Regions from separate parts of the Mus musculus genome. Here regions 1, 2, 3 and 5 are each linked to region 4. The links are chromatin contacts, called in public Hi-C, HiChIP or PLAC-seq and promoter capture Hi-C maps. All regions are on one chromosome and are shown on one strand. Each heading gives the region's core, a stretch centred on a gene start, on an enhancer-like site or on the middle of the called end of the contact. The rest is flanking DNA. Distances are from core to core; before and after follow the strand shown. Region 1 holds the start of Urad (ureidoimidazoline (2-oxo-4-hydroxy-4-carboxy-5) decarboxylase). Region 2 holds the start of Gtf3a (general transcription factor III A). Region 3 has its middle 20 kb from the start of Gm10858. Region 4 holds the start of Slc46a3 (solute carrier family 46, member 3). Region 5 overlaps Flt3 (FMS-like tyrosine kinase 3).

Region 1 (2,858 bases), core at 176-2,675, 570 kb after region 4:
CGGTCTAATCTCACCAACATAGTTGTCCAGACCTGTATAATGACATCACCGGCTGACATGCCAATACGGATGGGGAAAACTTTACAAGGTTTCACCCCCTTTAACATCCTTTAGCCTGTAGGCTAAGGCCACCCCTTCAAGCAGTGCTTTATAGTGATTGTACCAGCAGGGGGCGCCCGAGCACCACAGTTTCCGAAACAGAGTGTCAAACACCAGGTTTGACTTGTTACTGCCCCTTGGTACCTAGAAGGGCAAATATTGGGCGAAAGGAAAACAAGGCGTCTTTGGGGAGAATTTGTCCAGGGTGCAATCGTTTCTGGACTCGCGATAATGAGCGCTTTTCGTGCTTGTTCCTAGTCCCACACTGAGTTCTCCTGAGATCAGAGCCCCTCTCCTTCCCACACACTAGGGCAGGGGCGCCTCTCTTTGTGGCGCATGCCCCTACCCCACCCCCTTGCTGTGGTCTGTGGTCTTTCTAATCTTTTCTAGGCTGTTTCCCCTCCCCGCTCCCCCCTCCATCCCCCACCCCACCCCTACCCCGTGAAGAACACCACCAGTAACAGCCTTAGATAAACTGCTGCTGTGATAAAACACTTACCAAAAACAATCTAGGGAAGGCAAAGGTTTGTTTCAGTTTATAGTTTATAGGCTGTTGTTGAAAGAATCCAAGCCAAGAACTCAAGGTGAGAACCTGGAAGGCAGATTCAACCCTCTCTTCTTGGGCACAAACACACACACACACACACACACACACACACACGCTTGTACACATACAAAATACACCTAATTAAAAAAATATTTTTTTAAACGAGAGAAGATAGCACACTCCACCAGAGGCACCTTACCCTGTTCTGTTTACACTAATTAAGTCTATGTGGTGTTAAGCATTTAGAGTTCAAAGAAAGATTAAAACGCAGTGCCTGTGCTCTAGAGCAACAGCAAGGACAGATGAGGTGCTTGTGAGTTACCGTGTGGGTGCTGGGGACAGAACCAGGGTTGTCCCTGAGGACACTGTCCTGGTAATCCAGGCAGGTCACAGGGCCACCTGTTTGGTCTGCATGTGGTACACAGATTACATGCAGGTAAAAGCATACGTGCACACAGACAAGATGGTAATGGCACCAAGTGTCTGTCTCATTACATACGGCCACCGCCGCCACCTCTTGTTATGGCAATGCCTCGGGTGGAATCATTCTTTCTGCAGAAGTCTCTGCTCTCCTGATCATAGCCTTAAGCGGAGGTGGCGGATAGCTCAGTATTCGGGTGCTCCTCGAGCATGCGTGAGACCCTGGGTTCTGTCTCCAGCACACATATTACCCCTACCACCAACAAAACAGTTAAACCTGTGTTTCTCATCGCAGGACCGTTCTGGATAAGCTCCTCCCAGAGATATTTAAACCAGGGTCAGCTGCCCTTGCACAGGGCCAGCATGTGTGTTCAGCAAACACAACCCATGAGGAGGAATTAGCTCACTCGCTCGATGAGAGCGGACCACAGGCAGGGCAGAACACTGCCTCCAGTCCAGGATCAGCCATGGACATGGTGAAGGTCAATTCCATGGACTTCGGAGAATTTGTGGATGTGTTTGGGAACATTGTTGAGAAATGCCCTCTGATTGCCGCTGCTGTCTGGTCCCAGCGTCCATTCTCTGGCTTGGAAGACTTAGAAAATCACTTTTTTGCCTTTATTGATGCTCTCCCGAGATCAGGTAAGACTTCAGGACCGTGTGCGCGAAGTCATTTTCAATATTGTATATAAAAATATTTTAGATTACTTTAGCCTCCTTACTCAGTTATTTAGCCGGGATTATTAGAAGGATCAGTAGACATCCTTTCAAACGCTAGTCTCTTGAAGGTGGACACAAGAACATGGGGGCGGGATGGGCAAGGTAGCATGGATGGCCGAGGACAGCGGAGGCAGAGGGAGGACAATCTCTGAGGTCGAGACCAGCCTGATCTAGAGCGAGTTCCAGGACGGCCAGGGCTATTGGAGGTCAAGAATGGGAACAGGGCAAAGGCCTTGGTGACTCAGAAGCTGAAGGCCCACTTTGGCAATGCCCTGGATGAAAGAGAGGATAGCGAGGACCTCCCAGGGACCCCAGAGAGGAACGGGAAGCGCTGAGCGATTTTCAAAAAAAAAGGGCCGGTTTGGACCAGACAAGGATGCATTCATTTAGATCCCAAGACTCTTTGCAGAGAGAAGTAAAATGGGAGCAAAGCAATGTTTTCTGGGGAGAGTGGGCCACAGGGTGGGGAGAAGAGGGGGTAGAGGTTTATTCAGGATGGCACAGCGGCCGAAGGTCCAAAGGTACATAGTCCCTGTTCATAGGCTACTATGGGTTCTGAGAATAAACCCGACATGCCCTTGGGGAACAAAGTCAGAGGGTAGGAGTCACCTGCCCTTGAGACTGTTCTTAGTCTTCGGTCAGGAGGGTGGTCTCAGGACAGAGCAGGCACTCGCAGCTGCGTTCAGTATGGCTGTGACACTCTGTGGATTCTCAGACTCCTCTGTATGGCTGCCTATGAGAACTTACAGAGGAAGAGCACAGGTCCAGGTTATAAAATCAAGCTGAGGACTGGAGAGATGGCTCAGCAGTTAGGAGCACTGGCTGCTCTTCCAGTGGACTGGAGATCAATTTTAAGCACACATTCCCCACCCCCCAAAGATGCTCGCAAAGGCGTCTAACTCCAGGATCTGGTGTCCTGCTCTGGCCTCCGTAAACACCAAGGACACATGTGATGTGCAGACATACATGCAAACAAAACACTCAAATATGTGAAATTTAAGTGTGTGTGTGTGTGTGTGTGTGTGTGTGTGTGTGTCTATCTGTCTGTCTATCTGTATGTATGTTTGCAAAT
Region 2 (2,804 bases), core at 176-2,675, 950 kb after region 4:
TTTGAACCCAGATAGCCTGTCTGCCCAGATCTCTGCTACAGCATCATTTTACAGCAAAGAGGCAGAGGAAAGGTTGCATCTCATCGCAGGTGACCTGTGTCCATACTAAGAGATAGCAGGCACAGAGACAGTTAAATGTGTCACAACAGCTGAAAAAGCTCACAGGTGCAAAGGCAACCGAAGGAAACAGCTCCCAGCCCCAAACACAATCTCCAAGTGGGACCCTGGAGGTGGGGAAGGGGATGCTGTCATGAATCCACAGTAAAGCTATATCATATCCTAACATCCAGTTCTGTGTTTCCCAACTATGGAAATAATCTGAAATACAGGAAAGGTGGCATCAAGCCTTCAATCACAGCCAGTGGACAGGAAGACACAAGTGAGCCACACTGCTCAGCACGGCGTCAAAGAACCTTGTTCAGATCCAGTCCCAGGGCAGGACCCGTACTAATCAAATTATTGTCGAGTTTGGAACAATAAACACAACTTCAAAGCCACGTGTGGTGGTGCACACCTTTAATACTAGCACTCTGGAGGCAGAGGCAAGTGGATCTTTGAGTTCGAGGCCAGTCAGGTCTACAGAGTGAGTTCAGAGTGAGTTACACAGAGAAACCCCGTCTCAAAAAAACAATGATAATAATGATGATGGTGATGAACCACAACTTTTAAGTGTCCACTAGAAAGCAAGCTCTGCCTCGGACACAGGGACAAAGAAAGGCCAAAATGTGGGAACAGAATGGTCAAAGAGAAACAGGGATAAAGTTACAAAGTATGTTATGAGGGACAACAGTGGGTTGGTAAGTCTGTCAAGAGATAGACCAGGGTACAACCAAATATAAGAACCAGGGTAAAGGGCCAAGCAGGAAGGCTTTTCCTGACCACCTTTACCCACAGCCTTAGTACCCGACCAAAGCCCGCCTGCAATTAAAAGGGTGCACACTTGTTGCTTGCAGGAAATCCTGACATCCTAGAATTCGGTCTTTGCAGAGCGCCTGCCCTGCCCTGCCCTGCCCTGCCCTGCCCTGCCCTGCCCTGCCCTGCCCCAGCCAAGCCCAGGACGCAGCCCCTGCGCCAGGCCCTGCCGTGCACACGGGCGGCCAGGTTACCTCCCCCGTGTGTTTGCATAGGTGCGCGTCTAGCTTCCAGGCTTTGTTGTAACTGGCGCTGCAGTCGGGAAAGGAGCAGATGAACCTGCTGGGCAGCGCGGGGCGCGGCGGCGCGGGGCCCTCACAGGCCCCGACGAACGCATCCGCGATGGTCAGCGACGACACCGCTTCCGCGACTGACACCCGCGGCTCCAGGGCGACACGATCGGGCCCGGGCTGACGCGGGGCAGCCACGTGCCGTCCCCGGGAACGCGGGACGCAAGCCACTGGCGCCCGGAGACTTTGAACTTCCGGGAACGCGGCCCGCTAAGGCTCCAGGCCCCGCCCCTTAGCCCCCCCCCCACGCGCGCCACGACTGCGCATGCTCCCAGAGGCCGTAGAGCCCGGTTGCACATGCGCATCCAGGACTCGTCCACGGCGAGAGGCAGCCAGGCTCTGGGCTCTGGTTTCGCGGCTTAGGGAAACGGAAGCGCTGCTTAAACGTCCCAAATATCAACCTGACATGACTTAAGGTGGCCTGTTTTTCACATTCCAGTTTTGCCCTCTGCATCCTGCCACTAGCCTCAGGACATGGTGAATCCCAAGCTTGTCTGCTCCTTCGAGTCACGTGGAATTTTTTTTCAAAATTCCGAAGCCCAGAACTTAACCAGGACCAATTAAACCTTAATTTCTGACAGCAATTGTGCTGGTGTTTTGTCAACTTTCCTTTTGTATCACTGAGTCCTCTAGTGTTTGACGCTGTTTTCAGTTGTGGGATTTCCTCTTTCCCTTATCTTGATTTAATCTCCGTAATGGCAGAGACTGGAAAATACCCTATTCGAATCCTCCCTGGCAAAGTGTAGTGCATCAATGAAGGGCAGAACCGATCTTTCTGCTAGTTGGATGACGACAACCATGGGAAATCTTAAAGCTTGTTTGTTTGTTTGTTTGTTTGTTTGGTTTTGGTTTTTCGAGACAGGGTTTCTCTGTATAGCCCTGGCTGACCTGGACTTCACTTTGTAGACCAGGCTGGCCTCGAACTCAGAAATCCGCCTGCCTCTGCCTCCCGAGTGCTGGGATTAAAGGCGTGCGCCACCACACCCAGCTTTTTTTTTTTTTTTTTTTTTTTTTTAATGAATATCTTTACTGAAGAAGGTTAAAATGTACTTTATTCCAGTCAAACTAATCTACAAGAAAAAGGATTGAATGGAGGGCGGTCTCAACACTGTTGACAGGTCATTCTCTGTGCGGCCCTGTTGGGATCTCATGCTCACGGCCCCCTCTGCTCCTTGTAGTCATGCCCCATGCGCATGTGCAGATTGCTGGCCGGCTCTTCCTTCCTTCCAGTCCCTCTTCCCCTTTCTCACTCTCTTGTCTGCTCTACCCCATCAGCGGACACTCTTCTTTCAGCTCCAGTCTTCTGTCTCTCCTTTTCCCTGAAGATGAGCTTCTAGAAGATTCTGAGATCCCACCCCTGTGACCATTGTTTTCCAAGGATTTTGGTCTCAGTCAAGCAGCCTGGACTTCTTCATCTTCTTTTTCTCCTCCTGCTTGATAACCCTGGTTAGACAATATGGGACCCAGCCAGGATTCAGGTTCTTTCCAGACCCTAACATACCAGTTTCGGGAATGGGGAGTGTGTTTGGGGGAGGGGGGCAGATTGTGAGTCATGAACATGGACAGAACTAGCCCAGTAGTGGTAGTGCATGGCTTTAACCC
Region 3 (2,700 bases), core at 59-2,558, 980 kb after region 4:
TTTTTAAGATTTATTTATTTATTATATGTAAGTACACTGTAGCTGTCTTCAGACACTCCAGAAGAGGGAGTCAGATCTTCTTACAGATGGTTGTGAGCCACCATGTGGTTGCTGGGATTTGAACTCCGGACCTTCGGAAGAGCAGTCGGGTGCTCTTACCCACTGAGCCATCTCACCAGCCCTCTTTCTTTTTTTAAATTGTTTTTTTCAAATATTTTATTTTTGTTTTATGTATATGAATACACTGTCACTGCCTACAGATATACAAGAAGAGGGCTTCAGATTCCATTATAGATGGTTGTGAGCCACCTCATGGTTGCTGGGAATTGAACTCAGAACCTCTGGAAGAGCAGCCAGTGTTCTTAACTGCGAGCCATCTCTCTAGCCCCTACTTCATGGTTTTTCAATGTCAAGTTAACCTCATTATCTGAAAATAGAGGCAATAATACAGAACTTGTACAGTCATACTAAAATATATGTATAGTAGATTTGAAAATTATGAGAACCAAGTGGGGTTTTTGTTGTCATTCTTTTTAATTTAAGACCCAGGGGCAGAGAGATATAAAATAAAAGAACCCCGATGGGGCTGGTGAGATGGCTCAGTGGGTAAGAGCACCCGACTGCTCTTCCGAAGGTCAGGAGTTCAAATCCCAGCAACCACATGGTGGCTCACAACCATCCGTAACGAGATCTGGCGCCCTCTTCTGGAGTGTCTGAAGACAGCTTCAGTGTACTTACATATAATAAATAAATTAAAAAAAAAAAAAAAAAAAAAAAAAGAACCCCGATGGCTGAGTCTCCCATTAATCTTAAGTTATTCAAAGATACCAGAATGGATTTTTTTTCTTTTCTTAGCTTTCTGGTGTTTTGAGACAGGATTTCACTATAGCCCAGGCTGGCCCTAGGTCTCCAGTTCTTAGCCTCCTTGGCTTGTATCACACATGTGGCCAATAATGAATTCTTTTGTTTTGAGACAGAGTTTCTCTGTGTAGCCCTGGCTATCCTAGAACTCTCTTTGTAGACCAGGCTGGCCTTGAACTTAGAGCTCCACCTACCTCTGCCTCCCAAGTGCTGCCAGCAACATATTCTCTCTTTTTTTAAACTTTATTTTATGTGTATGAGTATCCCATTTGCATGCCAGCCAGGGAATCATATCACATTATAGATGGTCAGGTTGCTGAGAGTTGAACTCAGGACCTCTAGAAGAGTAGCCAGTGCTCTTAACTGCTGAGACATCTCTCCAGCCCCAGCCATGTATTATTAATGTCTAGCCTCCTGGAGCTTGTCTTAGTCAGTTTCCTGTTGCAGCGACAAAATACCCCACGAGGGAGTCAGTCGGTTTACAGAAGGAAGGGTTTAGTGTACTTACCACCACAGCAGGGAGGCTTGGCGGCAAACTGCAGGCTCAGTAGGAGGGGCAGGAAGCTGAGAGCTCACATTTTCAAACACAAGCTCAAAGCATCAAGAGCATTCTCAAAATGGCCATTTCTAGAGGTCAACACGCTTCCCCCCCCCACCCCCCAGCCCCAGTGACCTACGTTCTCCAGTAAAGTCACACCTTCTAGTCCTCCACAGACAATGTTACCGTAAATTGGGGGCCAAGTGTTTAACTATTTGAGCCTATGGGAGATGTTTCTTATTCGAACTGAATAGCGCTTTTTTTTTTCTCCCATTGTAGCACTGGCTAGCCTGAGACTCACTATGTAGACCAGGCTGGCTTCTGATGCGCACCCAGCCTGGACAGCATTTCTATGAGGCCGTCTATTTTAGCTGAGGTTGTGATTCTCCATCTGCGGCTGCCCTGGGGCTTTAATCTAGATCATAGATGAGCCGGGGAGTAAGGGTAGGGAGCCTTCCACACAGAGTGTGGAGTCCAGTCACATAATCCAAGAAAAGGAGTGGAGCCCCCTGATGGGCAGAGACGGAGCTGCCCCAGGCTTGCTGACTGATGTCTGTACAAACATATTTGCTTGCACCCGGTGTGACATGCCTAGGACCAGCGTGTTTCTGACTTGGGGAGTTTTTCAAATTTGGGAATGTGTCCACAGACTTGACTTGTCTAAGTTTTGGCTTCAGACTTGCATTCGGGGTGCACAACAATTACCTGGGTTTCTGGGAAACTCTCCTTCAGTGTACCATCCGTCACCCTAGAGATAGATCCCCTCTCTCTCTTAGCCCCATGAAGGACATTTAGAGTCCACAAAGCTCTCTCACACAAATCTCGTTTATTTCTAACAGTACCAGTCAATATACATTGGGTGCTTGGACTGTCTTTTGAAGATATCTCTTGACCTTAAGCTCTGTCTTTGGTGTTGGTGGTACACAGTGTTTCTTGTTCTCCATGGCAAAATGTCTCCTTTTCCATCAAAAAACAAAGCAGGTGGGAGTCCCTAAGTTTAATCCCCTGCCAACAAGAGTACAGAAGATTGCTGGTTACTGATCTCTCAAAATAGACTCTGTGGTTCCAGGTAGGTCAGCCACACCTCAGTATATGGCCCCACACCCAGAGAAGTACATGGAAGGCACAAGCTGGAGTTGGGAGAAATTTACATTTAAAAAACAAAAGGGAACTCAAATGGATGGGGAGATGAGTGTGAATTCAGAAGAAGTGAAAATAGTATTAAATATATAGTATATATTCTAAAGGATTGCTGGGCGGTGGTGGCTCAGATCTTTAATCCCAGCACTCAGGAAGCCAAG
Region 4 (2,850 bases), core at 49-2,548:
TGTACAGTGCTGTGAAACTGTCAAGAGTGCGATGTTGAGAGTTACTTCCTCAATTCTCTCTGTGGCTATCTAGAGTCATCAGATCGCCTTCTCTCCAGTACAGAATATCCTTTTCTGCTAGTCAGCTCCTTTAGCCGCCCTTCCCACTCTGAAGCTGTTCCAGATCTGCCTCGAGAGAGGGTGGTTCAGTGGTTAGGAGCATTGCACCAGTACTCTCATCTGGGCAAAAATAGCCCATAGTCTGGAGTGTTACTCCTTTATCAATAAGGCTCTGGCCCACATCTGACCTTGATCTCTAGATAAGAGTAAGAGGCGCATTTGCAGGATTGTCCCCCACTTCCTGACGCAACCACTCCAGCCTAAGGTCTTCCTTTTTTGGACGGGTCCCCAAATCACAGAACTCTCAGCTTGCTTCTCTTCCTCAGGAAGTAACCCCCTATCAGCTGCAGGTGTGCTCCAGCTGTGCGCGTTGGCGGCCATTAGCGGCGGTCCTACTGTCTAGGGTGTTGCCATGGCTTTGTGAGACTTACTTACATCTTCTCAACAGAGAAAGAGCCGACTTTCAGAGAGATTTAACAATCCCCTCCCCCGCAACTCAGCAGGGGTGGCTGGAGAGAAGCTCACTAATGAAGAACACTTACTGCTCTGGGTTCCGTTTCTACGCTCTCAGGGCAGCTCACAACTGCCTGTAACACAAATTCTAGCACCATTTTCTGACCTCTGCTCGGCGTGGGCATACACATAAAATAAATGACTACGTAAAATGTAGTGAATATTTCGTTTAAATTTTCCCAAGGCCAACAACTCCCCTACTCGGAACTCTTCTCCTCTCATGAACTTTCAGTGTCTTCTCTCTCACATTGCTTGTGCAGACGCTTGCTGGGTCCACCGGAATGCTGCAGTGAACTGCAACCCTAGCGTATGACGTTTCCAACCACTTATTATTATCATCATTATTATCATTATTATTATTATCATTATCTGCTTTGGACAGGAGTCTTGTTATATCGTTGGGCTAGTCTCGAACTCTCGATCCAGATACCTATGACTCCACGGCGCTTCAGCGAAAACCAATAATCCTATCCAGATACGCTTAGCAGAACCTTCGCAGAGCTGCCGGGATCACCCAACTTGCCCAGCAACTCGGGGAGATTCAGCCGCTGAACCTTCGGGGGCGGGTGCAAGAGAATGACACTGCGCTAGACCAATCGCTACGGGGGCGCCGGCCGCCATACCCAATCACAAGCGAGCTAGGGAAGCGGGTGACAGCTCCGGCCGAAGATTGCCAGCTCTTGGCAGAGTGATGATGCTCGGCGGCCGAGTCACCACTAGGGCCCAAAGACCAAGAGTGCGGCGGCGCGGGGAGCGGCGGGGACTGAGTCCAGGGCCAACAGAGTCCGGGAGGTGCGCTTATTTCTCTTTGCCTTCTAACAGGGCTCGAGTGTCCCGTCCCAAGGGACGTCCCCCTGTTGCGGTCTAGCTCCACCTCGCTGCCCCTTCCTTTGGCTCTTCCCAGCTGGCGAACCGTGCTGAAAACCCGGGGGCGCTACGCCCCGCACTGGGTAACGGAGAACACAGTCCCGACTACGGTCCCACCTGTGCCTAGCCTAGCAGGAAAACTGTAACCGTGGGGTGAGTTTTAAAAACGAAAACAGAAACTAAACTCCCCTTCCGATCGGGAGCTGCTTTTTACAAGGCCCTTAACCTGCAGCCAAAATAATAGTAATTACATAACCTCCGGGTCCCCGGGTAACTTCATTGTTTACCTTATGGGAACCGGCCGGTGCTGTTCTGCTCAGCACTGTGAGCATTAGCTAAGCGGAGTCGGGGGCGGAGGTTGACTTAGTCCCTGCTCCTCGGAGAGAACTAGGGTACCCTCTCCCGGCAAGGGCACTCTCTCAGAAATCTGGAACTCTTTTTGCTTGCTAATGTTTGTTTATGACACATTGTTCCAACTTCCCCACTTTTGAGAATTTAGCCTCTGGGATAAAAAATCAACTGATGATTTCTATCCCCCCCCCCCACACTCGCCCCGTTTCTCTCCTCCCGCTTCCCGCTCTGCAATAGACTCGATCTGCCCACTTGAGCAATATGAAGATTTCATTCATAGAGCCCGCCATTCTCCTGAACGCGTTTGCTATGACTCTGACCATCCCGCTGACAGCGCAGTACGTGTACCGGAGGATCTGGGAGGAAACCGGTAACTACACCTTTGCTTCCAATAGCAATGGCTCTGAGTGTGACCAAAACAAAAGCAGCTCCATCTTTGCATTCCGGGAGGTAAGAAATTAAAATTAAAACCTCCCATCCTGGAGTCACAGGGAATGGAAACAGGTTCCAAACCAAAGAGGCTCTCCAAGGTGTGACCACACACACACACACACACACACACACACACACACACACACACTGAAATTAAGCCACCTTCTCTCTGTTCCTATTTCGGTTAATAGTTCCTCTTGACACCTTTAATCTGGCTCTTTCTAACTCTCTAAGGCACCTCCACTCCTGTCCCCAATCCCCACCCACCTTGTGGGACCAACTCTTTTATCCTTAGGAAATCTCACTACAATCTCACCCACTCTTCCTTGGTCTCTTGAATAACAAAAGTCCAGAAAAACTGACCAGAGTCAGCTGCCTCCCATGGGGGCGGGGCAGCAATTGTTGAGGTCTGGAGGCAGCCTTAGATAAGATAAACTGGGCTCCCTGGAGTTGAGTCCTGCATCCACATCTGGGCTGGCGAGTGCTTACTTTAGCTCTCAGTAAAACCGTTTAGCTAGACGTGGTGGGGACTCGCTCGGTTCTGTGTGTATCTGACAAGAGCTTTGTCATCATTCTCATCATTCTTAT
Region 5 (2,726 bases), core at 3-2,502, 550 kb after region 4:
GGTGAGGAACAGGCAAGAGAGCAAGAGAGCCTCCCTCGGATGGAATCCAGAGGGAGAGGGACTAGTCAAAGCCAGTCCAGGCTGGGCAGCCTTCTTGCTGGTCAGAAGGAGCCTTCCCAGAGCAGCTGGGAAGAATACGGGCAGGGCAGGTAGTCAGGAGGACATGATGGGGATGGGGACAGACATCTAGGAGATGCCACATGAAGAAAGCCAGACTTGGAGAAGGAGGGCAGGAGTCACGGCACAGACATTCCTGTTTTTATAGGCTTTGTTCTTTTAAAGGCTGAGGAGAGCGTAGTGGACCCCCATGGACACCATGTGCTCTCTTACAGAGTTCATTCCCTTCAGAGACTCTGGGCTCTACTCTCATGTACTCCTCGAAACTCATCGTTATCTTCTGTCTGTCTGTCTGCCCCCTGTACCCTGTATGTGCATGTGAAAGCAAGTGTGTGTGTGTGTGTGTGTGTGTGTGTGTGTGTGTGTGTGTGTGTGTATGAGAATGTGGGGCCCATGTACCGTAGTGTGTGTGCAGAAGTCAGAGGACAAACTGTGGGAGTTAATTCTTCCACTGTGGGACCCAGGAATCGAACTCAGGACATCAGGGTTACATGGTTAATGCGTTTTCTCACTGAGCTATCATCTCTTTGGTCCCCCCAAACTCACTTCTTCTGAATGCTTTCTTCAATCTTAATCTATTTATTCATTTAGAGACACGACCTCTATGTGTAGTCCAGGCTGGCCTCAAACTTAGAAATCCTCCTGCCTCAGCCTCTCCAGTGCTGCGATTATGGATCTGCACCACTAGGCCTGTCAGATATGATGCACTTTTATTCTGAAAGCCAGTTCTTTATCCAAAAGGGATTCTGTTCTCGCACGCACACACGCACGCACAGGAAGCCGGCTGTTAGAAGCGTCTCTGGAGCTAGGCGAAGGCCCCCTTTGGCACTTCTTTGGCTCATAGCTCCAGGGATGCCTCAGATGACTGCAGCTGAGTTAACTTAGGACTCAGCCAGTGTTCTCGGGATGTATGACAGTCATGGGTCTCTGTCCTCTGTAACTGTTGTGAGTCTCTCTCTGAAGGTGTAAGTCACAGACCATGTCATTCAAGCCTCTCTCTTCCAGTGTGTCCACAGAGACCTGGCAGCCAGGAATGTGTTGGTCACCCACGGGAAGGTGGTGAAGATCTGTGACTTTGGACTGGCCCGAGACATCCTGAGCGACTCCAGCTACGTCGTCAGGGGCAACGTGAGCCGTTTGCTTTTTGTCACGAGTACAGGAAACACCTGCACTCTCTGTGATGCGTTTTTGATTTATGGTGACACCAAGGGGAGAAAAAAAAAACTCCCAGTGCTTCACTTCTTTAGGCTGAAAAGATTGTTTTGTGCTCACTAAGAGCTAAGCAAAATAGCCACGCATCTCTGGGGGGCTGGCCACTCAGAACAGATCCATTAGGGGTTGGCATGAGATCTTCACCTGAAAAAAAAAATGCCCTTACTCAGACCTGTTTCGGTTTCCTTAGCTATAAAGTGGCTTTATATGTGTTTTATGTTTCCGATCATGAGACAAGCTAGCATGTATAAAAAGCTTTTTGTTTTTTTTTTTTCTGAACAGGCAGCACACAGGTATTCACTATAAAGTTTAAAGGTGCTGTAGTTAACTGGTAGCGTTTGTTACCCTGTTACTATATGAAGAGTTCAGGAAGACTCCAAATACAACATAACTGACATGTGTTCGTTCAAAGAGAATGTGAGGGGGCCAGAGAGATGGCTCAGTGGTTAAGAGCATAGAGTGCTTTTCCAGGGGACCCAAGTTTGATACCCAGCACCCACGGCAGGATGCTCGCAAGCATCTATAACTCCAGCTCCAAGGAATCTAGTGCCTCTGGCCTCTTTGGACATGTGTGCTCATGTGCACATACTTACACATAAGTGAAAATCAATTCAAAGTATGATGAGGCAAAAAATGAATGTTTAAGAAGGGAAGAAAGAGAGAGAGAAAGAAAGATAGACAGAAAATGATAGATAGATAAACAGACAAATGATTGATAGATAAACAGACAGAAGACATATAGACAATGATAGACAGACAGATAGACAGTGAGATGTCTCAGCAGGTAAAGGTAGTTGCTACCAAGCCTGAGGGCTGGAGTTGCCCCCCAAAAACACATGGTGGAAAAACTGGAATGGTATAAGTTGACCTCTGACCTTCACCTGTGTGCCGAGCATGCACCCTCCCCCAGCGCCCACACACATGCACAGGAATAAAAACATAATTATTCTTCTTTTCATTTTTCAAGACAGGGTTTCTCTGTGTAGCCCTGGCTGTCCTGGAACTCACTCTGTAGACCAGGCTGGCCTCGGAACTCAGACAGAGATCTGCCTGCCTCTGCCTCTGCCTCTGCCTCTGGAGCACTGGGGCTAAGGATGTGCGCTGCCACCATGTCCCCCTGGCATCAAATTTTTAAAGAAAGAAAGAATGAAATGAACAGTAAGGGCTGAAGAGCTCAGGCGTAGAGCTCTGGCCTGGCCTTCGCGAGGCTTTGGTTCAAGCCTCAGAATGAGGAAGAAAAAGAAGGAATTAGGACACCTTGGTGCAAGTCCCCCTGGTGCTGTGTGTTCAGCCAGTGCTGGGGGAGGGGGGCAGGGGGGAGGGGGAGGGGAGTCTCAGTACCATCATCCCTGCTTATGAAATGACAGCAGCCCAGGCTGCCCCAGTTCCTCCTCTCT

Evidence for each region. A called contact is a pair of places that touch in the nucleus more often than the background predicts. HiChIP or PLAC-seq counts read pairs in DNA pulled down with a chosen protein or histone mark. Capture Hi-C pulls out chosen DNA fragments and counts their contacts.
Region 1: a contact with region 4 is called in an H3K27ac HiChIP or PLAC-seq map of embryonic stem cells, with 4 times the contacts expected there. The contact joins the promoter of Urad here to the promoter of Slc46a3 in region 4. A contact is called at or near these places in 4 of 39 promoter capture datasets (the HPC-7 cell line, hippocampal neurons, neutrophils and 1 more), 1 of 15 datasets of contacts at CTCF or cohesin (pro-B cells), 3 of 484 Hi-C or Micro-C datasets (B cells, the G1E-ER4 cell line and embryonic stem cells) and 4 of 115 datasets of contacts at active chromatin or transcription factors (the SCID.adh cell line, T-cell acute lymphoblastic leukemia, embryonic stem cells and 1 more).
Region 2: a promoter capture Hi-C map of adipose tissue shows a contact between it and region 4, with 2.8 times the contacts expected there. The contact joins the promoter of Gtf3a here to the promoter of Slc46a3 in region 4. A contact is called at or near these places in 7 of 39 promoter capture datasets (the 3T3-L1 cell line, embryonic stem cells, hippocampal neurons and 4 more), 2 of 484 Hi-C or Micro-C datasets (B cells and CD4 T cells), 2 of 115 datasets of contacts at active chromatin or transcription factors (extraembryonic endoderm stem cells and thymic regulatory T cells) and 3 of 9 other capture datasets (adipose tissue, liver and macrophages).
Region 3: a contact with region 4 is called in a FOXA1 HiChIP or PLAC-seq map of pancreatic cancer cells. The contact joins the enhancer-like site here to the promoter of Slc46a3 in region 4. A contact is called at or near these places in 1 of 39 promoter capture datasets (hippocampal neurons), 3 of 115 datasets of contacts at active chromatin or transcription factors (differentiating embryonic stem cells, large pre-B cells and pancreatic cancer cells) and 1 of 9 other capture datasets (embryonic stem cells).
Region 5: a Hi-C map of B cells shows a contact between it and region 4, with 17 read pairs. The contact joins the enhancer-like site here to the promoter of Slc46a3 in region 4. A contact is called at or near these places in 2 of 39 promoter capture datasets (embryonic stem cells and pre-B cells), 1 of 15 datasets of contacts at CTCF or cohesin (pro-B cells), 3 of 484 Hi-C or Micro-C datasets (B cells, the G1E-ER4 cell line and embryonic stem cells) and 8 of 115 datasets of contacts at active chromatin or transcription factors (DN3 thymocytes, the SCID.adh cell line, T-cell acute lymphoblastic leukemia and 5 more).

The regions. Positions count from the first base shown.
Region 1 is chr5:147,321,007-147,323,864 of GRCm38.p6, reverse strand. It overlaps Urad (ureidoimidazoline (2-oxo-4-hydroxy-4-carboxy-5) decarboxylase), which reads left to right and starts at 1,425. Exons shown (of 2, transcript NM_001039678.2): 1 at 1,425-1,708. The coding sequence starts at 1,534.
Region 2 is chr5:146,947,278-146,950,081 of GRCm38.p6, reverse strand. It overlaps Gtf3a (general transcription factor III A), which reads right to left and starts at 1,425. Exons shown (of 9, transcript NM_025652.3): 1 at 1,107-1,425. The coding sequence starts at 1,301.
Region 3 is chr5:146,915,664-146,918,363 of GRCm38.p6, reverse strand. No RefSeq gene overlaps it. Among named protein-coding and RNA genes, the nearest start is that of Gm10858, 20 kb to the right of the region's middle. Within about 2 kb of position 1,308, at least 22 of the 459 cell types and tissues checked have an H3K27ac peak or open chromatin away from gene starts, as enhancers often do. A contact at or near this core is called in differentiating embryonic stem cells, embryonic stem cells and pancreatic cancer cells, where this site is marked.
Region 4 is chr5:147,893,263-147,896,112 of GRCm38.p6, reverse strand. Slc46a3 (solute carrier family 46, member 3) reads left to right here and starts at 1,298. Exons shown (of 6, transcript NM_027872.4): 1 at 1,298-1,632; 2 at 2,068-2,280. The coding sequence starts at 2,092.
Region 5 is chr5:147,339,732-147,342,457 of GRCm38.p6, reverse strand. It overlaps Flt3 (FMS-like tyrosine kinase 3), which reads left to right. Exons shown (of 24, transcript NM_010229.2): 20 at 1,123-1,245. Among named protein-coding and RNA genes, the nearest start is that of Urad, 19 kb to the right of the region's middle. Within about 2 kb of position 1,252, at least 83 of the 459 cell types and tissues checked have an H3K27ac peak or open chromatin away from gene starts, as enhancers often do. A contact at or near this core is called in B cells, DN3 thymocytes, the SCID.adh cell line and 4 more, where this site is marked.